3 separate regions of the Mus musculus genome follow, and all the other regions are linked to region 2. The links are chromatin contacts, called in public promoter capture Hi-C maps. All regions are on one chromosome and are shown on one strand. The core of a region is the stretch at or near the end of the contact, and the rest is flanking DNA. Distances in the headings are between cores, read along the strand shown. Region 1 holds the start of Rgs9bp (regulator of G-protein signalling 9 binding protein). Region 2 holds the start of Garre1 (granule associated Rac and RHOG effector 1). Region 3 holds the start of Cep89 (centrosomal protein 89).

Region 1 (2,700 bases), core at 131-2,630, 1.3 Mb before region 2:
GCGCGCGCGCATCTGGGCAGTCCGTTTTCAACCAAGAAACCGAACACACTCTGTGTGGTTGTACGTCTCTGGGTACCTGAGTTTTCCATAAGTCTTCTCTACATACAGGACGAGAGGACCTCGCCACGTGTAAAGCAGGCAGGGATACCCTTTCCACTTTCAGCCCCGGCGGAAACTCAATCAGCTGGCCTAGACCAGGATCTGAACACACAGCCTCCTCCCTCAGTTTGGTCACCGGAAAACCTCCCAGGCCACATGGCCTGGGAGCGACAGCTCTGCCCACTGCCCCAAGTCCCAGCTCCGGGGGACCCAGGCCTGCCGTGGTGCCACAGGAACAGATGCATTCTCCGCGCCGCCTAGGCATCCCTCTGGACCTAGTGGACAACGTGCGCGCCGCGATGCGGACCGCAGAGGAACGGGAGAGCTGGGAGGCTCAGCCCGCCACGGGTCCGGGCCCCTGGGGCCCATCAGCCCAGCCTGGGGCTCCCCTTCAGTGCAGGGAACCCCTCCCCCTTCCTCTCCCAGGCCCCGCCCGACCTCGGCGTTCCCCAGAGTAGGGAGGCGCTGGAGGATACCCGCAGAAGACACTTACTTAAGAGGCTACATAGTTTCACCTCTGTGCTACGACAGCACCTCCCGGACCCTGGGCTGGGACCTGAGTGCCCACCACCCGGGTGCGGTGGCTCCACTCTTCAGCCTACCTCTTTACTCCGCCGTTGGGCGGAACCCTGCTCCAGTCTGTCCAATAAGAGGTCGTTTTAGTCGAGACTGACACGTAAACAGAGCAATCATTAAGTCTAGTTCAGTCGGAGGTGGGGCCCAGGCGACTCCGCGCTTCCTACTCAAGCTAGCCCCGCCCAGAACCAGGGAGTGCGCGTGCCCAGAATTCGAGAGGCGGGACCTAAGGAAGATCTGATATTAGGGGTGGGGTCCAAGCTGGGCCCCTGAAATGGGGTTAGACTGTGATGAAGAAGAGAGCTCCAACTAAGTAACAATCCTACCCGGTCGATCGCCCGTGCTACTGGTGATGCAAACTGGAGGTGCCCAGACTTCCGAGCCACCCTACTCTGTTGCCTACAGGGTCTAGTCCCTTGGTCCTTTCCCTTCACTAGCATGGGCTGCGATAAGCTAAGCATTCTTTCTACCGAGTCTCACTTTTCCTCGTCTGCAAAGTAGGAAAAAAAAAAACCTTGAATTTGTAGGGCGCTAAGGTTCCAGAATTATCATGGTAGGGAGAAGAGGGAAAGCCACACTTGATCTACCTGGGCTGGGCCCCGCCTACCCCTGGCCCGGGGGCGGGGAGGGGGCGGGGGGGGCGGGCGGAGGAAGCCCCGGGCCTGGACTGGTGGCTGGAGGCGTGTCCTAGGAAACTGGATCCTGCTGCCCTTGGCCGGGGCTAAGGCGCGCGGCTCGTCTTGGAGACTTGGGGTCGATCAAGGATGGGGTCTTCACTCTGGGCTTCTCAGGGAGCCGCCGTGAAAAAGAAAGTGGTGCAAAGACACTACGCGTGACCCGGAGCGCGTCTGGGGGAAATGGAGGAGCGGATGGGGAGAAGCTAACCAGACTACCCCAGCCGTGGGGACGCCGGAGGCGCACCTCAAGGGTCCCTGGAGAGCTCTGTTGAGAACAGCGGCGAGGACATGAGGAGCTTTCAGTCCGCCCTGCTCAAGGCTGGCATCAGGGCTGGAGGCGACCTACGACGTTGAAGGTTGCAAGTAGGGTACCGCCGGAGGGCAGCGCCATGGCCAGAGAGGAGTGCAAGGCGCTGCTGGACGCGCTCAACAAGACCACAGCGTGCTACCATCACTTAGTGCTTACTGTGGGCGGCTCCGCGGACACTCAGGACCTACGCGAAGAGCTGCAGAAGACCCGCCAGAAGGCGCGGGAGCTGGCCGTGGCCACCGGCGCCCGGTTGACCGTCGCGCTCCGGGACCGGAGCTTAGCTACCGAGGAGCGCGCGGAGTTTGAGCGGCTCTGGGTGGCCTTTTCAGGCTGCCTGGACCTGCTCGAAGCCGACATGCAGCGCGCACTAGCGCTGGGAGCCACCTTCCCGCTGCACGCGCCGCGCCGGCCACTTGTTCGCACTGGGGTGACGGGCGGCTCCTCTGCTGTAGCTGCGCGCGCCCTGAGCGCCCGCAGCCTGCGGCACGAAGCGGAGAGCGACTTCGATGTCGCCGATCTGCCCCAGTTGGAGCGCGAAGTCCTCCAGGTGGGCGAGATGATTGACGACATGGAAATGAAAGTCAACGTGCCCCGCTGGACTGTACAGGCGCGACAAGCGGCAGGCGCCGAACTCCTGTCCGGTGCCAGTGCCGGCGCGTCCTCAGCCGGTGGCATTTCGGTAGAGGAGCGCGCGGGCCCCTGCGACCCCAGCAAGGCCCTGGCTGCCACCGTTTTCAGCGCCGTGCTGTTGGTGGCTGTGGCCCTCGCCTTATGTGTGGCAAAGCTGAGCTGACTGATATCCAACGGTCGTCCGCTGCCCCTTTTCTTTCCAGGGCATGGGCTTCGGGTTTGAACCGTTAAGGAGAGAGGTAGTGAGCCTGAATGTGTGCATATGAACATGATCCTTTCAAAGCCCACCTCTGCCTGGGCAAAACGTGTTTTGTTTTTTAACATGCTGGCCCAAGAGGAGTTAACAGCACAGGGCGGCCAGGCCATTACCTCTAATGTCTGTAGGAGCTTTACCTCCTATTAATAGAA
Region 2 (2,878 bases), core at 20-2,519:
CTTCATTTCAGTTACTCCTCTAAGTGTTTATGTCTTTCATCTTTATCACTGTGAGAACGTCAACTTTGTAGCCCCTGACCTGGGTGGACCTTTAATGATCACTGAGTCTCTAGCACCCTAGGATCTGGGGCCAAGCACAACCCAGTCCTGAAAGATTTTGTTGTTTTCAAATACTGCATCAAAATCTACATCCATACTTTCCCCTAATGCTGAGGGTGAACCCAATGCCTGTCCTGTGCTAAGTAAGTGCTTTACCACTAAACTGGATTTCAGCCTGATACAACCATTCCTGCCTCCGGGTTTCAGACCTCGAGTCTGGGCAATCCTGACAGCTTCCCAAGTACTGCCAAATAAGCCCTTGTTTAAAACAGGGAGTTTGGAATGTTCTTAGATAAATCCTATCTTCTCTAGTTTTCTGACAATGAAACATTTGATAATTATTCACCTTTTGTGTGTGTGTGGTTTTTTTTTTTTTTTTTTTTTTTGAGACAGGTTCTATGTAGCCTTGGCTAGCCCTGGATTTGCTATGTAGACCAGGCAGGGTTCAAATTCATAGAAATCTGCCTGCTTCTGTCTTCTGAGTGACTGGGACTTAAAGGTATGCACCACCACTCCCAGCCTAAAACATGTGTCTTAACCTCCCAAACTCTCATTGCAAAACCCTGGGGCTGTAATATGTGCCCCTGACAAGTTGAGTAGTACTCTATCTCCGAGCTACGATCTCGGGTCCCTTTCGCCTATTTGTGTTTTGCTGTGTGCTGTCATGTAGTCCTCCTCAGGTTTTGTTTTAAAATTCCTTTTTTTTTTTTTTTTTTTTCCTTTTTCTTTTAGGGATCTTAGCTCTTGATCTAACCCGGAGGGTAATTATCTGGACATCCACTTCCATTGGGTCGGGGTACTCTCTCCTTCTCTCTTCTACTTTCCCCTCCTACCATCTGCCACAAATGGCACTACATCATTACAGTGATTTGTGACAGTAGTATTCTGTTGGCACCGCTCACGAAGCAATCCCTGAGGGTGCTAGTACTATCCCGCTCCTACATCGTCTGTCAGGTGTGATGTCTAGCGATCAATGGTTCTATCATTAATTTCAATGATAAATACGCGAGGACGCAACCGAGCCCCTCAGCAGGGTTCCGACTAGGTCTGGAAACAGGGAGGGAACGCAGAGCTTCGCCGCCGCCCATCCAGCACGAGGGGAGGGTGGGCTCCGGCCGGGGAAACCGCAGCGACCGCCTGGGGCGGGGGCGGGGCCGCCCGCCGACGTCACTTCCGGTGTACACAGCCGGTCCGGGCGGTGCGCCGGAGCCGGGGCGCTTCGCAGGTGAGGTACGGTCGCCAGCGGGCTCGGGTCGGCGGGGACTGGCTAGGGGTAGCGGGCGGCGGGTCGCAAGGGCGACTGGCATCGAGGCGAGCTCGCGGGGTGCCGCTTCCCTCGGCGCCGTCCCTCGCCCGCCTGCTGTGGAGGACGCCGGGCTCGGCGGGCGCTGGCCGGGCGGACGGAAGCCCGGAGGGGCCTCTCGGCGCGCGCCCGGGACGAGACCCTGAGGGGCGCGTTGGCGCTGAAGGACGCGGCTGCCTTGGGCCGCCGCGGGGGATCCGCTCCCGGAAGCTCGGGGCGCCGTGCGCCCGGGGCTGGCGGCCTGTGGGCGACCTGGGTCCACGGGCACAGGCGGGCGCCGCTGCCCTCAGGCCGCCCCGCGGCTCCCCGGCCGGCCGCGCGCCCCTTCCTGGCTCCCTCTGAGCCCGTGGGCGCGGCGGGGGTCAGAGGAGGGCCGAGGCTGGGCTAGGACTGAGGAAGGACCCACACCCGTCGGGCGAGCGCCGGGGTCAGGGGTGTGTCTTCCTGCTCCTCGTGGAGCAGGGGAAAAAGAGCATGCCTGTTTGGCATGATAAGAATTTTGTTTATACTTTAACCAAAATTGCCTGGGAAACGATCAGCCTGGGGAGCCCCCAGTTTGAAAATAGATTGTCCTTGCCCTTCCCCACCCGTTGCCATTATGAAAGCGATTCATTCTTCTGTCCTTGTAAAAAACACTCGCCACTGTATACAAAGTGTCAGGAGGGAAAATGACCACGGCGACTCGGTGACAACCGCTCCTAACATTTTGGTGACATCAGTAAGTGCAGATATATATACTGTCACTCTTAGAGGTTTTGTAGTAGAACATCGAGTACCATAATTTATCCAAACTCTAATGAATATTTGATTGTCCCTGTCACAAGAAAAAACACTTGTGGCAAAAAGGATTTATTTGATTATTGTCTTCGGCTAAATTTACAAATGGGGGTCAAAGGTAACATTCCGTTTTTCTCCTTGTGGATATGCTTGGAAACCTCAAACGCACTGTTGTAGAAAATTACATCTGTGTTTGCTTCTCATAATTGCTTTAACATTTTTAACCTTTTTTAAAAAATTTGTTTATTTACTCATACTTATTTTGAACAGACCCCCACGGTGTAGACCAGATTGGCCTTAAGCTCACAGAGATCTCTCTGCTTCAGTTTCTCAAGTGCTAGAATTAAAGACACAGGCCAAGAGGCCTTGCCTTTGTATTTGTTTTTATTTTTAAGACATATTTCCCAAGTGGCAGTATAGTCATCCAGGTAACCATTGTTGTCTTATTATCTTATTTTAGGCTTAAAGTTCTAAGAATGTATTTGTAAAAGACTACTTGCGAGCTTGATTCGGTGTGCGTTTGGAGGTTTTTATGTGCCTTGAAAATAGTAAGTTTTTCCTTGTAATCTTTAAAAAGATCATTTCTTTTACAAGTTCAGAGAATACTTTCTTTATATTTGATATTTATGTGTGTGATACATATACATATAAGATATACATATTAAACAAGGTTTTATTGCTGTTTTATTTGCTTTCTTG
Region 3 (2,922 bases), core at 67-2,566, 1.1 Mb before region 2:
TGGATGGAAGGATTAACTTAAATTTGGTGCTTCATATTTAGTAGGCACCAACTGTACCCAATCCTGAAATCTGAGATCTTCCATTGAAGGTACCACACCCCAGACAAGTCCACTGATGCTCAGAGAAGCCATATTAGTGCATCTCTGAGCAGAGGTAACCACAGAGCGTAATAGTCTAGCCCTCTACTTGTGGCCTTTTGGCTAGTGTGATCAGTTCCAGGATTCAGGACTTGATGGTCAAGCACGGGCGTGACCCTCGGTGCTGCTCATCTTGGGACTTACCTGGGCCTCTCTGGAGAAGGGTTGGGGCTCCGAGGAGGGGGTGTGCGTGGCACCGCTGGCTTCGGAGCGATGCTGGCTGCGGGGAGGAAGCCATGGATGATGTGGTTCTGCACAAATGAAACCCAAGGCAGGTCACCGGGAGAAGATCACCTTGCTCCTGGGCCACCATCACCTCCCAAACTGAGGTCACTCTAGGGATCCGGCCCCACAAGAGTCTTTACACACACACCTGCCGCTGTTCCCAATCCCCATTGGTGAGGCAAGGGCACTCACTGGGGCACACCATCATGGCTATCCGATTCATTCACACCTCCCTGCTCACGGCAGCTTTCCTGACCGATTTCAATTGTCAACTGAACTGGGCTAATCTATACCTACCGTGTAATGAAGCACACCTTTGGGTGTCTGTGGGAGGGCTTTTCCAGAGAGGATTAACTAAGTGAGCTGGGCTAATATACCCTAAATAGGAAAGGAATCAACTCATGGGGGAAGTTTTCTCCAAGACAGGAGTGAACTCCCGGCTAAGAGGAGAATCCTGACAGGGAGGCCAAGATTCCTGTCTGTGGCAGGCTCTGGACATGAAGGGTTCTTTGGAACATTTAGTCTGGGTTTCTGGAATTTAATGCTCCCTGATAGCGATCCCGCCTCGCTCCTATCTCAGTCTTTAAAACCTGCACATGAAGGCAGGAGAGATGGCTCAGTGGTTAAGAGCATGGTCTGCTCTTCCAGAGGTCCTGAGTTCAATTGCCAGCAACCACATGTTGTCTCACAACCATCTGTAATGGGATCTGACACCTTCTCTTGCTATGCAGGCATACATGCAGATAGATCACTCATATAAATAAATCTTTTTTTTTTTTAACCGCACTCGAAGGCCTGGAACTACTCACGAACTGGCTCCGGCGGTTCCTGCGGAAGCTGAGGAGCATCCTGGCTGAGAGCTGAGGGCTGCGGGTTGAGCCGCCAGGCGCTGGACTAGCTGGAAGGTAGACCCCGCAGCCTGCACAGCTCCCCACAGCCTAGCTCCCGCGGACCCCCGACTTTACAACAAGCATGTCTCACATTGGCTCTGTTTTGAGTCTCAGCCTATCAGAGTCAATTTTACTGCCACCCGTTGCTCTTGACAACCCAGCAAGGCGTCATTCAAATTCCAGCCAGAGAGGAAGCAAGCTGAGACTTCCGTTCGATTATTGGCTATAGTAGACGCCCATCTTTTACCTATCACCCAATAAAACGCTGGCCAGGGCGGTCAGAATTTTAAAGAGGGCTCCCGGGCTGTGGGAACCCGGAAGTGGCAGGGCCTCAGGTGAGGTCCACGGAGATTCTAGACCCCGGCGCAGTGAGCTTCCCTGCCTTTGTAGCCCTGGACAGGAACCGAATAGAAGGACAGGGACCGAATGGAAGAGCCACCGTAAGCGTCCTGTTAGGACACCAGAGCTAAGGGAGGTGCTTACAAAGAGGGACGGAGTCACTCAAACAGAAATCTCCCGGGTTTAGCTCGGGGTAGTGGCGCCCGGCTGTCATTTTAGCACTTGGGCTGCTGAGTTCAAGTCCAGCTGGAGTCAACTATCAGTACAGAGCCAAGCGTGATAAGAAGACCCAGTCTTATTTTGAAAATAAATAATCTCTTGAATTCAGACTTCGGTTGAAGTAGCTCAGTGCCTGAAAATCCACTCTACAGATCCTGTCAAAGAGGTCCCGACTTCGTGTAGAACTGTGTGCAACAGCGCCTGCTCTAGTGAGACCTTGCATTTTCCTCATTTAGACCAAAACCACGGATGGAAAGGAACCCGCCTGATGGGACCGGTCCGGTCCACGTGCCACTAGGACATATTGTGGCTAGTGAAAAATGGCGCGGGTCCCAACTGGCTCAGGAGATGCAAGGTCAGTGAGCTGTCTTCTGTCATACCCCTTTCTTCCCAGCACGTTAAAAGAGAGAGTGAGAGAAATGCTGGGTATGGTGATGTTCCTTTGCAATCCCAGCACTCCTGAGACTGAAGTAGGAGAATCATTGCGTTAGAGACCAGCCTGGGGCTACATAGCAAGTTCAAGGCCAGCTTGGGCTATGAGAACTTGTCTCAAAATAGTTACATAGACTAAAATGAAAGGGGACTGGAGAGAGAGCTCCGTGGTTACGAGGACTGGCTTATCTTACAGAGGATCGTGGTTTAATTCCTAGCACCCACATGGTGGCTCAAGGAGTCAGACTCCTCCCTCTTCTGGCCTTTGGGGGCACTAGGCTTGCACATGTGCACAGACATATGCGAGCAAAACCTACATATAAATCTTTGGGTTTTATTTTATTAAAAAGGAGGTTTAGGACAGGTGGTGGTGGGTCACACCTTTAATCCCAGCACTTGGGAGGCAGAGACCGAAGGATCTCTGAGTTCAAGGCCAGCCTCATCTACAGAGTGAGTTCTAGAACAACCAGGGCTACACAGAGAAACCCTGTCTCAAACCAACAAAAAGCGGGGTGGGGGCTAGAGATGGCTAGATCCCCATCTGTTTTCACTGAGCTGTTCATTACTGCCTGTAATTCCAATTCCAGAAGATTTGATGCCCTCTCATGGCTTCTCAGGGTACCTTCATGCACGAACACACACATACACACATATACACACATTTAAAAAAATGAATCTT

The links. Promoter capture Hi-C pulls out the DNA fragments that hold promoters and counts their contacts. Capture Hi-C pulls out chosen DNA fragments and counts their contacts.
Region 1: a contact with region 2 is called in a promoter capture Hi-C map of neural stem cells. The contact joins the promoter of Rgs9bp here to the promoter of Garre1 in region 2. A contact is called at or near these places in 4 of 39 promoter capture datasets (liver, neural stem cells and pre-B cells) and 1 of 115 datasets of contacts at active chromatin or transcription factors (pancreatic cancer cells).
Region 3: a contact with region 2 is called in a promoter capture Hi-C map of liver, with 2.1 times the contacts expected there. The contact joins the promoter of Cep89 here to the promoter of Garre1 in region 2. A contact is called at or near these places in 2 of 39 promoter capture datasets (hippocampal neurons and pre-B cells), 1 of 484 Hi-C or Micro-C datasets (CD4 T cells), 3 of 115 datasets of contacts at active chromatin or transcription factors (extraembryonic endoderm stem cells, large pre-B cells and pancreatic cancer cells) and 2 of 9 other capture datasets (adipose tissue and liver).

Annotation. Positions count from the first base shown.
Region 1 is chr7:35,584,262-35,586,961 of GRCm38.p6, reverse strand. It overlaps Rgs9bp (regulator of G-protein signalling 9 binding protein), which reads left to right and starts at 1,380. Exons shown (of 1, transcript NM_145840.3): 1 at 1,380-2,700. The coding sequence starts at 1,742. The coding sequence ends at 2,455. It overlaps Ankrd27 (ankyrin repeat domain 27 (VPS9 domain)), which reads right to left and starts at 715. Exons shown (of 29, transcript NM_145633.3): 1 at 593-715.
Region 2 is chr7:34,311,938-34,314,815 of GRCm38.p6, reverse strand. It overlaps Garre1 (granule associated Rac and RHOG effector 1), which reads left to right and starts at 1,269. Exons shown (of 14, transcript NM_172741.3): 1 at 1,269-1,324.
Region 3 is chr7:35,395,457-35,398,378 of GRCm38.p6, reverse strand. Cep89 (centrosomal protein 89) reads right to left here and starts at 1,316. Exons shown (of 19, transcript NM_028120.3): 1 at 1,173-1,316; 2 at 283-389. The coding sequence starts at 1,211. It overlaps Faap24 (Fanconi anemia core complex associated protein 24), which reads left to right and starts at 1,612. Exons shown (of 4, transcript NM_178643.5): 1 at 1,612-2,166. The coding sequence starts at 2,061.